Regions from separate parts of the Rattus norvegicus genome. Here region 1 is linked to region 2. A link is a contact called in public Hi-C data. All regions are on one chromosome and are shown on one strand. Each heading gives the region's core, a stretch centred on a gene start, on an enhancer-like site or on the middle of the called end of the contact. The rest is flanking DNA. Distances are from core to core; before and after follow the strand shown. Region 1 overlaps Mxi1 (MAX interactor 1, dimerization protein). Region 2 overlaps Add3 (adducin 3).

Evidence for each region. Hi-C and Micro-C count contacts between places; a contact is called where the count stands out from the background.
Region 1: a Hi-C map of Schwann cells shows a contact between it and region 2, with 7 times the contacts expected there. The contact joins two enhancer-like sites. A contact is called at or near these places in 2 of 12 Hi-C or Micro-C datasets (Schwann cells and frontal cortex).

What each region holds. Positions count from the first base shown.
Region 1 is chr1:262,376,604-262,383,763 of GRCr8, reverse strand. The region is part of intron 3 of Mxi1 (MAX interactor 1, dimerization protein); the gene reads right to left. Among named protein-coding and RNA genes, the nearest start is that of Smndc1, 26 kb to the left of the region's middle. Within about 2 kb of position 2,388, at least 56 of the 93 cell types and tissues checked have an H3K27ac peak or open chromatin away from gene starts, as enhancers often do.
Region 2 is chr1:262,159,830-262,166,874 of GRCr8, reverse strand. The region is part of intron 1 of Add3 (adducin 3); the gene reads right to left. Among named protein-coding and RNA genes, the nearest start is that of Add3, 11 kb to the right of the region's middle. Within about 2 kb of position 4,949, at least 16 of the 93 cell types and tissues checked have an H3K27ac peak or open chromatin away from gene starts, as enhancers often do.

The DNA.
Region 1 (7,160 bases), core at 1,139-3,638, 220 kb before region 2:
TTCTACAGAAGTAAAGAGAGCAACCAGAAAAATTAAGGAAGTATGTCAGAGGAACACTCTGACGATATTGTTCGAATTACTCAATTCCAAAAGTTCGCCCATGCGGCAAATTATCTTTTAACATTTTAGGTTTTAAAACCAGTCTTTCACTAGGCTAAGTCACGTTTTTGTTTTGTCATGCTAAAACCTTTACCGAAATGACAAACCCGAGGATGTAACTCAGTAGTAAGTGCTTAACCAGCAAGGTCCTGTGTGATTCCCCACATGTCAAAATTTAAAGGAGAAAATAGCAAACAGGGTACTATTTGCTCTCCCTCTTTCTCAGATTATTCGGTTATATATTTGCCATGTCTCTTTTGTGTACTCAAATTATTTTAGGTATTTCTTTGGTTGGGGAGAGCAAAAAATAAATAATAAAAATTTTTAAAAATTAAAATTTTTGAAGGAACCCGATTCCCGAGTGTCCCACTAGGCGTACACCAAGCAAGCAATCCAGGTGTGGGGACATCCGCAGGGGGAGGTGGCAGACCTTTAAAAGCAGGTGAAACTTGGCTTTAGAGATTTAAGGGTCTTGAATCTGTCTCTGAAGAAGCGAGGACTTTCCGGGTAATTAAAGGAGGAAAAGGGGATCTGACTTGAGATTACAGGCTGGAGTCCAGGGTAAATGACCTCGGACCATGCACATGGTCCTAGCTCAATGCCCAGGGCTGCAAACAGCTAAGCAACAAAACCCCACAGAAACAAAACCTGTGAGGTTAACAATGCCTCGGTTTCCCTCACACAGGAGGAAAAGGCTGAGGTGCCCTTCTGTAAGGAAGCACCGTGTTCAGTTTCAGGGTCTTAATAAATTTTTAAATTTATTAATAAACCAAGTCAAAAGTTTAATGCCCAAAATGGATAGGCAAGGCAAAATTACATTCTGGAAGGGGTTTTCCTCGGCCACTGTGAACATTTCTTCAGGCGGGTGATTATAAATACACTCCAAGGCGCAGCACACGCCCAGAGGACACGCCTGTCTCTGTATGAAGGATGATGACCAGTGAATAGGGCGCCTTACTTACTAAGGTGTCCCTGCGGAAGCTAAGTATCACTTCCTACAGTTTTTGTGTTTCAAAGTGAAACACAGCAAAGGATTGGTGGCAGCTGCCAGCTGACCAACAGGGCTGTGCTGTCCCAAACTCCTCGTGCACGCACATGCCACTTCCTTCTAGGAGCGGCGGGTGCACCCTGACTATCAGTGTGAGGCGAGTCACCTGCTTTCCTAGAAGAGCTGGGTGGCTGTTGTACCTCCTCTGTCCCCTTCACCCCAGGCCTCTGCTGGTAACCACAGATTGGCCTGCCTTTTGCCATCTGGTCTTTTCCTGCCTCCATTCTAGTGACCGGTGGCTCAAAAACCTCCTGTTAGGGGGTTGCCCAATCACAGGCCACAAGAGACACAAAAGGTCTAGTTTGATCTGAAATCCATACTCACTGAGGAAAACAGGATCAAATACACAGTGACGTTTTCCGAGGTCTCTACAAAGGACTGATACCCAGAATAAGGATCCCGCACGTCACATTTTAAAGTCAAGGAATTGGACTTGGCAATTTTTTTTAAATGTTAACTTCCTGGTTATCGGTTACTTAACTTTTATTAACACACGGATACTCTGTAACACTGGGTTAGCTCCAAATATAATATGTTAACATCTCTGGTAGGTCAGCGTGAAAACAAATCCTGCGGAAGAGGCTAGCGCTAAGCAAACCCCGCCCGCCTGTTAAGATGAGGCTGAAGGACGGAGACACACAAACGCACTCTGAGTCTCAAAGCCACTTTCAAGTCCACCTTAAAATGAGCTCTTTCAAGTAGCAATTCCTAGCCAACAGCTCTTCCTAGTCCTATCAAAATGGCCCACATCTTCAAACTGGGAAAGAGGAGGTGGTGCTGCCATTATGTTGGTCGGGTGGGGTCATTTTCCCTGAAGAAACCCTCTGAGCTCCACTGACAAACAGATATCACAAAACATGCAAGGAAGACACTTCCTACAAAACAGGGCGCTGTGGAGGGTAGACGCATCAACTAAGAGCACATGCAGTTGCGGGAAGAATTCCCTTTCAGAAAAAGAAAAGCGTAGAAACCAAACCAAAGCTCCCACGGCAGTGCTTTTCAAGTCCTTCTGGAAACCGATCCCCCAGCCCAACAATGAGAAGTCCAGCCCCGCCTGGCCCCACAAACAGTGCTGGCTGATGCCCTCGGAGGCCTGGCCCTTCATTCTCCCGCCCCGGGACACCAAGACTTTGCCAAGTAGCTAAATCAAAATGGAAAATAAGCGGAGTGATAGGGACAAGCTTGCCCTCTCCTCTCTGCTGTTACGCAACAGGCTGGGAGTTCTCCCAGGAGCCGCATTCTTCAAGCTAGTCTGGCCAGCTGCCAGTTCTCACTCCCTCCGCGCTCCTGCACATGACAGCCGTGAGCTGCTACCCTACACATTCTATACACTCAAGTTTCCACGCAGTTTAATGTATTGAGAGTCTCTAAAGATAGGCGAAAATCTGTCTGCTTACTTTAAAACATGGCATTAGAAATGGATCCAGATAAATCAAGCACACGGCTTTCTGCTCATGAATTTTATTTATGAAAACATATATGATCATATCCCGTTCACCTCGTTCTGTTTATCAAACAAGGGAGCTAGACAAGCTGCTCTTATCAACTAGTATCTGGTAACTGTGCTTCCCCGGCAGCTCACGGCAGTAACCTGGCAAGGGGAATTTTCCCACTGTGAGACTTGACTCTGGGAGCCATGGGGCTCGGTGACAACAGAAATAAACACAGAGGGGCTGGGACCCTCTTCATATCTTTCAACTTTTACTTCACAGTCTTCTCAGTCAGTGTTGTAAAGTAACCACACAGAAGCGTGAATGAGTGTCGTAGTGAAGTCGTAGGCACAGGCACACACACCTGACACATGTCAGTGCTGGCAGGAAAGGGCTCATCGACGTACGCTGGGACTTGCGATATAGCCAAGCTTGCCTCAAATTTATGACTCTTCTGTTCTCCTACCCCCAACACACTAAGGGCACCAATATATCCACTGTGAAGTCCTTAAAGACCACTCTAAATCTAACGTTCAGAGGGGAGGATAATGTACATCCTGGAGGTACTTGTCTCAGAGAGTGAGAGGTTAGATACGGTGTCTTTCAAAAGTCATTATTTTCCTTAAACTAATCTGTAAAAATATTTTATATACAAATAAACAGACATAACACAAAATGCGCTTATAAAACAAAAGCTGTGGCACTGGAGAGATGCCTCGGGGCTTAGAGGGCAAATGCTCTTGCTGAGGACCGGAGTTCAATTTCTAGCACCGTGCTGCGTTGCTCCCCACCGCTGTAACAGGAGCTCCGGGGACCTAATGTTGACCTTTGAACTCCAGGGTATCCGCATCTACGTGAACATGCCCACATAGGGGGAATCACGCATACATACAATTAAAATAGGTTTAATTAATGAAAACTAAATATCTCAAGACCTCCAGAAAACTGCTAGCAGTTCCAGCTGATAAGTAGGGTTTTTGGACTTAAGGATGGCCTTTCTGACTCATGGCTGAGATTATGTATCCCCAAGACTTGGAGTATAGACGAGAATGGGCAGGGGAGCAGGGTCAAGAGGATATGAGAAAGAGACAAGGTAAAGGGTGTCTATGTGTATGTGAGTGTGTATGTGTGTGTCTGAGTGTGTGAGAGTGTGTATGTGTGAGAGTGTGTGTGGGAGTGTGTATATGTGAGAGTGTGAGTGTGTGAAAGTGAGTGTATGTGTGACAGAGTCTGTGTGAGTGTATGTGAGAGTGAGAGTGTGTATATGTGTGAGAGTATGTGTGTATGAGTGTGTATGAGTGTGTATATGTATGAGAGAGTGAGTGTGTGTGTATGTGTGAGTATATGTGAGAGAATGAGTGTTTGTGTGTGAGTGTGAGTGTGTATGTGTGAGAGTGTGTATGTGTGACAGAGTCTGTGTGAGTGTATGTGAGTGAGTGTGAGTGTGTATATGTGTGAGAGTGTGTGTATGAGTGTGTATATGTATGAGAGCGTGAGTGTGTGTGTGTGAGTATATGTGAGAGAATGTGTGTGTGAGTGTGAGTGTGTATGTGTGAGTGTATATGTGTATGAGTGAGTGTGTATATATGAGTGTGTGTGTGCATGAGTATGTGAGTGTTTGTGTGAGTGTGTGAGTGTGTACGTGTGTATATGTGAATGTGTATGTGGGAGTGAGTGAGAATATGTGAGTGTGAGAGCATGTGAACATGTAAGAGAGTGTGTGACAGTGTGAGTGTGAGAGTGTGAGTGAGTGTGTATCTGTATGTAAAGGAAGTGACATCTGAGTTCTCAACTAATTGTGACAAACTTGTATTCTTTTCAAGAAAGACTCTGTGCAGGCTGCAATGTTACAACTCTCAGGTGGGAAGAACAACAAGTGCCAGAGGGTCAGAAACAATGGCCCCCAGTAAGCAGCTGCCCACCCTGTCACACCTCTGAGCTACATTCTAGAAAGATCTGTGAAGCTGCCTGGAGTGATCTTTGCCCCTTTGAAGATGGAATTCTGCCCTCTGCTTCCCGCCTCCCCGGCCATACATCCCATGATCCACACCCTCGTACAGATGATTCACATCCAGACTGCTTCTGCCTGTGCCCATTCCACAGAACGCCCTTATCTCCAGGGTCTGGATGCTGAGCACTTCACTCACTTTTGTCTTTGGAATCTTGCTATATAAACCAGGCTGGCCCCTCTCGATCCACCGTCTCCTGAATACTGCAGTTTTAAGAGTGCCACCACACCTAGCCAACTGTTACCAATTCAGCCCACTACTGTGTCCTTCATGCGACCCTCCTTACATATGCCTTCAGATTGTTAATACTATTTATTTAAAAATACAACATAGTTGTATTTTTAAAGGAAGACCCTGTGTGTGTGTGCTGCCCTTATGCATGCTGCCCTTACGTGCACCACTATGTGTGCAACGCCCGCAGAGGCCAGAAGATGGCTCTGCATTCGCTGGGTCTGGAGTTAAAAACCATGTAGATCACAAGAACGCTGGAAATCAGACACCAGTCCTCTGCAAGGTCAGCAAGTTCTCTTAACCACTAAGCCATCTTTCCAGCCCCAATCATATCATATTCTAGTTGGGATTAAATTTGTACTCTTTATTATTTTAATTTTTCCAATATTCAACAGAATGAGCACATAGAAGGGAGAAGAAATACAATTATTTTTACATGCATCTGGAACACTCTGGCTTGCCAAAGTTGATCTGATAATCAATTCGAGAGTCTCTCAACAGTATAATCATATACTAGGATAATATCTGTGCACGCCAGAACCCTGGACACCGCATTATTCTGAATCTGTTGCAATTCTAGTCAGCAGTATATATTATGGTGTGATCTCAGAAAATGAGAAACTGACAGGCTTCAGCTGAACTCCTAATTAGGGTTGCGGTCTCTTTCACTAAATAGTAAAGTGGAGGGTTTAAGAATGGCACTCATGGCCGCACACTGTGGTGCACACATTTAATCCCAGGACTCAGGAGACAGAGGCAGGCAGATCTGTGAGCCTGGTCTAGAGTGAGTGTCAGGACAGACAGTCGAGGCAGAGAAACCCTGCCTTGGAAAGAAAACAAAAGAATGGCTCTCCTGACAGGCTGGTGTGCTCAGCAATGGGGGGGGGGGCTTACTGCTCTATTAGAGGACCAGGGGTTCAGATACCAGCACCTACATGGGGGAGTTCATGGATGCCTGTAACCTCAGCTCCAAGGGGAACCCAATGTCCCCCTCTGACTACCATAGGCACCCACATTCATATATTCATATTCATTCTCCCTCTCCCTCCTTTACACACACACACACACACACACACACACACACACACTTTAAAAACTTTACCATTGAACAAAGTATTTATGATGATTATGGGCTAGCACAGCATTGTTAAATGAAATTTAGAAATTAAAATTTGTTAAAGTCCATTATTTTTGGTCAATTTCAAGTTTCTGACTTTGTACCTTCTAGAAAGTAGAAAATTAATCATTAACTTTGAAATTTTAAGTTCCAGGGCTGGAGAGACGGCTCATGAAGAGCACTTTTCCACGGGCTCCAGGCACACATGTGGTGCACAGACACTCGTGCACGCCAGGCACTCAACAGGTAAGACGTAAACAAACACGTTTAAAAGAGGTTTAAGTCCAACTAGCAGTAGCCATTATAACGGCAGGAAGGCAGAAAACAGGAAACAAATAATTCAGAAACCCAGGCATAAGAGGACAGCCTAGAAATTCGTATTTGGTGATGCAGGAAGAAAACAATAATAAAACCTGATAGCTTTAATCTGACCCCTTTTCAGCCTTTTGTTTGTTATGTTGTGTTCGATAGCACTGGCTGTCTTGGAATTCTCTATGCAAACCAGGCTGGCCTCGAACTCAGAGATCCACCTGCCTGTGGGTGTGTGTCGTCACGCCCAGATAATCTAATCTTTACAAGGGTTCACAAGGTAGGCGGGGAGAACACATACATGGTTACTCTATTCTTTTTAATGTTCTGTACTCATCTCTAAAGGAAAACAGCCAATGCTGCCCTGAAACTCACCCTCTCTGCCATCAGGGAGCAGCTCAGTTTACAGACGTGACCCCCATGCCTGCGAGGCTTCACTTTAGACAGCCTGTCTCGCTTGGGAAAAAAAAAATCATTAAGATCTTGTTCTAGAAGCAAATGCTCTTCAGTGGAACTCCAACCAGGAAGCTCCAGAGGGCTCCACAGAAGCGGCCCTCACGTGGTTTCCAGCCAAGTCTACTTTCTATGCACGCATCCCCTCTTATCTGTTTATAAGGATTTTGGGGTTGTTTTTGGCTTTCTTTTCCTTTTCTTTCCTTTAAACAAAAACAAAAAACTAGCTTCATCATTCATTCAGCATATTTCTCCAGTCACACAAGAACTTTCTGTATTCCAGGTTTCAAGGTCTGGGAAATAGGGCTACATTGCTGGAGAAAACAGTGGCAATTTGTTCTAAATACAAAATAGCTTATTTTCTTTTGGCAACCCTCCAGGGATTTGGGTGGCGGGAAAGGATACTCCTCTCTGGGGAGATCAGCTCGGGGCCTGGACTACAGTCAAAACTTAGCCCTGGGTGG
Region 2 (7,045 bases), core at 3,700-6,199:
GCTACTATCTTTAACCATGTGAACTAAGAAACAGCCAGGCTACTCCATTTACAGTCTCCTGCATTCTTAAATGACAATAACGCTCATGTCTGTTTTTACATTTTAGTTAAAAGTAAATTATTCTACAAAAAGGATTTCTTTGGGTACTAAGTGTCACTGGAACTTAAAATAAATGTCTGGTTTGAGTAAAATAAACGAAAAGCCTTGAAACCATTAGGGATGCACGCTACCATTTCAGGCCCTTACAGCACAAGTTCTCTTCTGGTCATTAAAGGGATTGAGTACGCCTTCCTTCAAACAGAGATGGGAGATGACAACCCTCAGGCTTATCCTAAGCCCTCACCCCTCTCACAGCAGCTTCCAACCAACCGAATGAGCCTCAGATTAGTCATCTCCCTTTCTCTGAACTTGTGCAGACTTCTCCTTGGGACTGAACATTTAGATCAAGCTTAGTTCTCTCAGTTATGTCCCACAAACCAGTTATAAAATCCTGTTGGCCCAGCATTCAACCCAGACTCACCTCTTGAGCTGATGTATTTATTATTCCTCATCTAGGTCACTGAATGACCCTCTTAGGCACATTTGCCTGCTATGTGCTACTCTCAAAACACAGCCCAAAGCATCCTTAAGAAATACACGTTAGCGTATGCTACGGTTGTGCGGCTCGTGTTCTTATGGAATTCCTAACTGTGGGAGCAGAGGTCGATGTGACTCTTTTGCCTGCCTTTGGGACCCTGTTCCTCCTACTGAGTTGCCTCACCCAGGCTTGGTGTAAGAATATGGGCCTGGTCTTACTGTCATTTAATGTACTTGGTTGAAGACCCTGGAAGGCCTGTTCTTTTCTGGATGGGGGGGTGGATCCAGGGGAAGAGGGGAAATGGTGAGAGAAGAGACTGGAAGGGAAGGGGAGGGAGAGGGAGAGAGGGGAAACTGCAATCCAAATGAAATATATATGAAAGAAGAATTAACAGAAAGGAAAGGAATACATGTCAGACTGCCATATCTTTGTCCAAACCACCCTGGGCTTCCTGTTTCCTCTTCCCCCATTCTGTTCCATCAGCTATGTGAGCATGGAGGGCTCTGGGCTTGTTTCCTGTGCCTGCAATGTTTTCCTCATATATTCACACAGAACCCTTCCCTGTCTCGCCTCTCTGTTCACATGCCACCTGCTCAGTCATTCTATTTAAACTGATATCTAACCCCCAAAGTTCTGTTTATTTTCTCTCCTGTTCTATATTTCTGCATGACATGGCATGTAATATATTCATTTATTTATATCTATTCTCTCAAACACCAACTCCATTGATCAGAAGAGTGTGTGTTCTGCTTATTAACTCCTCCGTAGTTACAACAGAGCCAGTGCACCACTAACTGCATAATAAATGTTTGCTGAATGAATAAAGGAACAAAGGGAAGGAAGAAGCATCAAGCTGCTCAAAAGGAGGAAATCTAAACGGAGGCCATAGAAACACGTACGAGGAAACAGCAGTCCTAAGCACAATACGATCAGGATGAGAGCTGAACTCGCCATTTCTGGAAAAACACCCGACAATGTTTGTACAGTGTGCTTTAGGAAAGGTGCCCTGCTTATTGGAAAGGACCTGCTGCTGCCAAAGGCCCCGGCTTCAGAAGAATTCAAACTCCAGAGGTAACACGCCCCTAGAGTGATGCGATCTACCCTCTGAGCTGACACAGACATTCGCGGACAAGGACGTGCATGGCATGTGCCTTCTATGAAACCCATTCCCGGGATCTCCACACCATACCACCAGAGGTGTCTTAGCTACTTTGTAACCCAAACCACTAATCAGAGAGGTTCGTGTTCTTTGCACTGACAAGCATCTCGAGCCTCTTAAGAGGATGTACCACAACTCTTCATATTTTAACACACAAGGACACCAAATGTGCCTTCGTCAGTCATATTCTTTTACAAGGAGTAAACTGTAAGCATGACCAAGTCCGAATTCACAACTGAAACATTCTAGAACAAATAATGAAAAGAAGAGCCTGTGAGCCACTCCCCAAAATAACCTCCATCATGCTATAGAAAAACCACATCACGGACAGAAATCTCTTCCGCACATTCTTTTTTTTATATATATATATTTAAGGTTTTGTTTATTTATTTTGTGTATGTGAGTAACTGTCGCTGTCTTCAGACACACCAGAAGAGGGCATCAGATACCATTACAGATGGCTGTGAGCCACCATGTGGTTGCTGGGAATTGAACTCAGAACCTCTGGAAGAGCAGTCAGTGCCCTTAACTGCTGAGCCATCCCTCCAGCCCCCACACATTCTTTCTGTCCTTTCAAACTAGTAAAATCCTACCTTCCCTTTAGACCTACTCTTTTCCCTCTGTCTAAATACTCCATGCAGTATTTTTTTCTACGGAATCTGTATTCTGAGCCTGTCATCTGACATTCAACACATACTGGCAATTAATGTCTTTGTACTGCTGACCTTTCCTAGCTCTAAAGGCAGAGTGAGACCCTGAGGAACTATGCTCTTCATAATCTATGGGATTCGTAGGGACTGGATGAGTGTCATCTCCTTACTATGAAAACAAATGTTTGCTGGCTGTTGCTGAACTACGGGTCAGAAACTTTCCATTAGGAGCTGGACAAACAGCTCAGTGGTTCAAAGTATGTACTGATCTTGCAGAGGACCTGGGTTCAGTTCCCAGAGCCCACATAAGACAGCTCAAAACTGCCTATAATTTCAGCTCCAGAGGATCTGACATCCATAGGATCTGGCATCTGTAGGTACTACATGGACATGCACAAATCCACACACAAACACATAAATAGAATTTTTTTTTAAAAAAGGAAGCTTTTAGTTATATCAAAACAATGACCTTTAGCTTTCTAATAAGGACATCTATTAAGGGTAAATTATATAACGTAAATAAGAACAGTACACAAGAGTAAGCAAGTCATTTGTCCATTTGTTTTGTTTTGTTTTGTTTTGAAACAGGAGCCTATGTTGTAGCCAGTAACTATAGACGTAGACCAGGGTATTCTTGAACTGGTCACAATTCTCCTCTTTCAAAATCTCAACTACCCAAGTGCTGGTGTTCCAGGTGTGAGGCACCACACACACAATTATAAATCTCTTAATTGAATGGCTCCATGAATTCAATAAAGTACTGCTATAGATGTGCACGATACATCATGCTTCGTGGAGTATAGAGCACACTTGGTGTGCACATGACGTTGAGGTTTCCCTCAGGATCTGAGGGGTACGTGGTTGGATTCTGTTGTGCTATGGACGTGGGCTATCGTATGGGCTATCAGGGCCCCACACAGCAAGTCCTACCATTTAAAACTATTTAGGTAAAACACGGAGCTGGAGAGACAGCTCAGCATCTAAGAGGACAACGCTGTTGTTACAGAGGACCCCAATGCAACTTCCAGTGCTCCCATCGGCAACCACCGTATCACACAGATGGATGGACAGATGCACACACACACACACACACACACACACACACACACACACACACACACACCCTAACAACTAGAATGAATGATACATAAAAATAAAAACAACTAACAAACATCTCTCTGTTCCCCACCATAACTGAGCCAGGAGAGACCTGTAAGGTTAACTCACCCACCTACCCAGGAAGCCATATATTTTAGGAACAATGGCTACAGCATGGGAAATAACTTACTTTATGGTACATAAACTCCTCATGCTGGCTTGAACTAATAGAAAACAAAAGGAACAAACAAACAATACAGAAAAAGCAAATATTGAATACTTAAAAAATCTGTCATGAATATTTCTTTAGTCTAGTGAAATTTCAATCCTATTTACCCATCTGCTCACCCATCTAAAAGAAAATAATTTACAACGAAGATAAAAATATTCTAATCTTGGTTCAAACCTTCTGTGCAGTCATCAACAAGGAAATGCATAAACCTGTGAACATCCCAGCACGGTACTTAGAAATAACTTTGAATCATTAGAATAAACTCCTGACTGTGTGCTCATCTGAAAGTCTCACTAAAGCAGACAAATGCAATACTTTAACATGACTCTGGCATTCTTACTAAGGGCTAATAAGAATGGCTACCTAATTAGTTATGTAACGAACGTACAACAATCAAGGGCATTCGCACAGTAACAATTAGTTATATAACGAATGTGGAACCGCCAAGGGGAGCCTTAGAGTAACAATTTCTCTTTTCAGTTCTTCCTGCCGAAGTTTCTTCTCATCTGGCTATGACAGGTTTGTTCCAGTGGCCTCTACTGACCTCTAACAGTTTTTACTAACTCCAGCTGTATCTACTCCTGCTTCTACAGTTTTAGGAAGACAGGAAAACAAAACCAAAACCTAGAAGATAGCTAGGATACATCAAAAACAAAAGCAAGCCCACTATGAATCAGTGTCCACTCAGTGAGACAAGAGAAAAAGCACAAGGAGGGGAAAGTTCATTCCTGTTTGCTGGGGCCATCAATAACCAGACCTAGGGATAAAAATACCTCAAAACAATTTTGTTTACCACCTAGTTTATTAATTTCATCATGGCCTGACTGTTTTTAATATCAATCCAACAACTTCTTAAGGTTTCTCCTTTGCCAGGCACTCCGACCGGTGCTGAACTGGCTCTTCAGGGCAGTCAGTCCGGCCTCCTGCTGGGAATTGTAATTAAAGTTGGGCAGGCAACAGCTCCACTCTAAGAGCCTTTCAGATCCTCCCAATGAGTCAAGGCCTGGTTCCTCAGAAACTGCCTGAGTCTGGAGGAAAACTTAGACACTGCTCAACCTGATGCTGGCCATTCAGTAGATGGCACTCTTCTCTTTGGGGCTCTAGGAAGTCCTGTTGTGACAGTCAGGTGTGACAGACGCAGAGCAGGGACTCCTTCAAAGTACTCAACTGATAATCAAATTCCTCCAGGAATGCTTTCATCAAAGCAGATGGCTCAAACCAGAAACCTTAAAATAGCCCACGGGTACTTCCTACCCTCTGAAAAGCCTGGTGTTTGGGTCCTTGCCTGTGAAAAAGCCCAGAGAAGCTGAGATTATTACATACATCAAATGCAACATGTAACCAGTAACTCACTGACCGCCATGTAACCAGTAACTCAACTGACTGCCAAGTAACCAGTTTCTCAGAGCCTTTACCCTGGCAAGCAAGAATAAGTTTCTTATTCAGGCATAAAATGCCCCCTCATGGCATTTCGTGATAACCATGACAATATTCACATGCTGCTGACTATGTCCTTGTCTGGGATGCATTTTTCATTAGGGAAACAACTAATGGTTGCAGAGTGTTTGGAGAACTATGATGCCATCCTCATCACCTTTCATCAGGACACATACACTAGTTTCAGCACTAATTGGAAATAAGCTGGAGGGGCTGTGAGGACTGGAGAAAGATGACTCCTAAGAGCACTGGCTGCTCTTCCAGGGGACCTGGATTCAATTCAGCACCCACATGGCAACTCACAACTGTCTGTAACTGCACTCCCAGGGGATCCAACATCCTCCCACAGATACACATGCCAGCAAAACACCAATGCACAGAAAAGAAATAAATCATCTTTTTAAAAGAAAGAAAACAAGTTTCAGTATCTACTTAAATAGATCAAACACTCTGACACAAAACCATGGCAGATCTAGCTTTATAAAAATAATGTGTTTAAAGCAATGAGGACTTCTCATTCACTGCTGATATGTATGTTACTCTACTCAAGAATGGCTGGGGCCGGAGAGTTGGCTCAGTGGTTTAATTCCCAGCACCCACATGAGGGCTTACCACTTCCTAGGGTGCCAGATGTGGTGCACAGATGTGTCACTCGTATACATAAAATAGTAAGGACCATTAAAACAAAAGAATGACCCCTGGGCTAGGATGGTGCAATAGGCAAAGCTGCTACAGAGCAGAGGGTCTGAGCTCAATCCCCAGTATGCAGAGGAAAGGTACCCTGGGGGTGCAAACTTACACCCCCAGCCCCAGAAGATGGAGAGGAGAAGATCCCTGGGGCCCACAGGTATGTGAACGTGCTGTGTACACACATGTGGGTGTGTGGTTTTCCCACTTCTGTCTTCAGAGATCTTAAAAAGCAAGTCAACTGTGGAAATGGGAGAAACTCCTTCCAGTATCTTCTCTTCCAAAAAGTGAATTTTCAGCAGTGACACAGGAATCAACCTGAGAAAAGAGCCAGCTTTCCCAGGAGAGAGAATGAATGTTATCCTGACAATAAAAGTTAGAAGCAAATGGCAAGATGGGGCAACACACTAGTCCATGCTTAAGAAAAGGAAAGAGACTGTGGCAGAAAAGCAGTGTGCTGACATCATGGCCAGCTCCTTCCCTTTCTACCAGCATCTATCCCAGACCCATAAGCAGCAGTGAAGTCCCAGGTATCAAGGTCTAATGCCCAATCACAACTCCACTAATGTCTTCCAGATACCTCCTCAGCTCTTACAAGACTGACCCTAGTGTCCTTTTCCACATAGAAAGTGAAAGCAGAAAAGTTGTGCAGCTAACAGTTGGTGGGCTCATTTCCAGAGAATTGTAAGTAGTGTTTTCAACGTTCTATAGTGTGGGGAGTTCTATGGCATATCAAGTAACTATATCCCCCGTCATTCCAACAGAACAAAAGATGAGAGTGCTGTGTGGGAGAGAAAGAAAGAAATGCTATCCTTGCACAGAATGAGTGGACCTACTGTGGGAGAATGCCACACTAATACTGGGGACAATGACAAATAAAAGACATAACCAAATCCCCAAGATCTCAGAAATATCAGTTTAAAGCTTACGTCAGCTGGAAAGCTTAATAGCAGGTGACCAGTCACTCTAAGTGCGAGCCTTGAAAGTTGAGCTCAAAGGGCTGACTCAGATCTCTGGGTCCCTTTCCACTTTCACCTAAGGACAGTTCTTAGTGAGAGACATATAATAAAATATCACAAACTAAATCTCAAAGGGATGGCTAAAATAATAAAATGAGTTTATGCATATTACGCAGAAGTAAGTTCTGTTTGTGATTCAATGCTTGATAGCTACCTGCCTTAATGCATAATGTAATAATTATAATT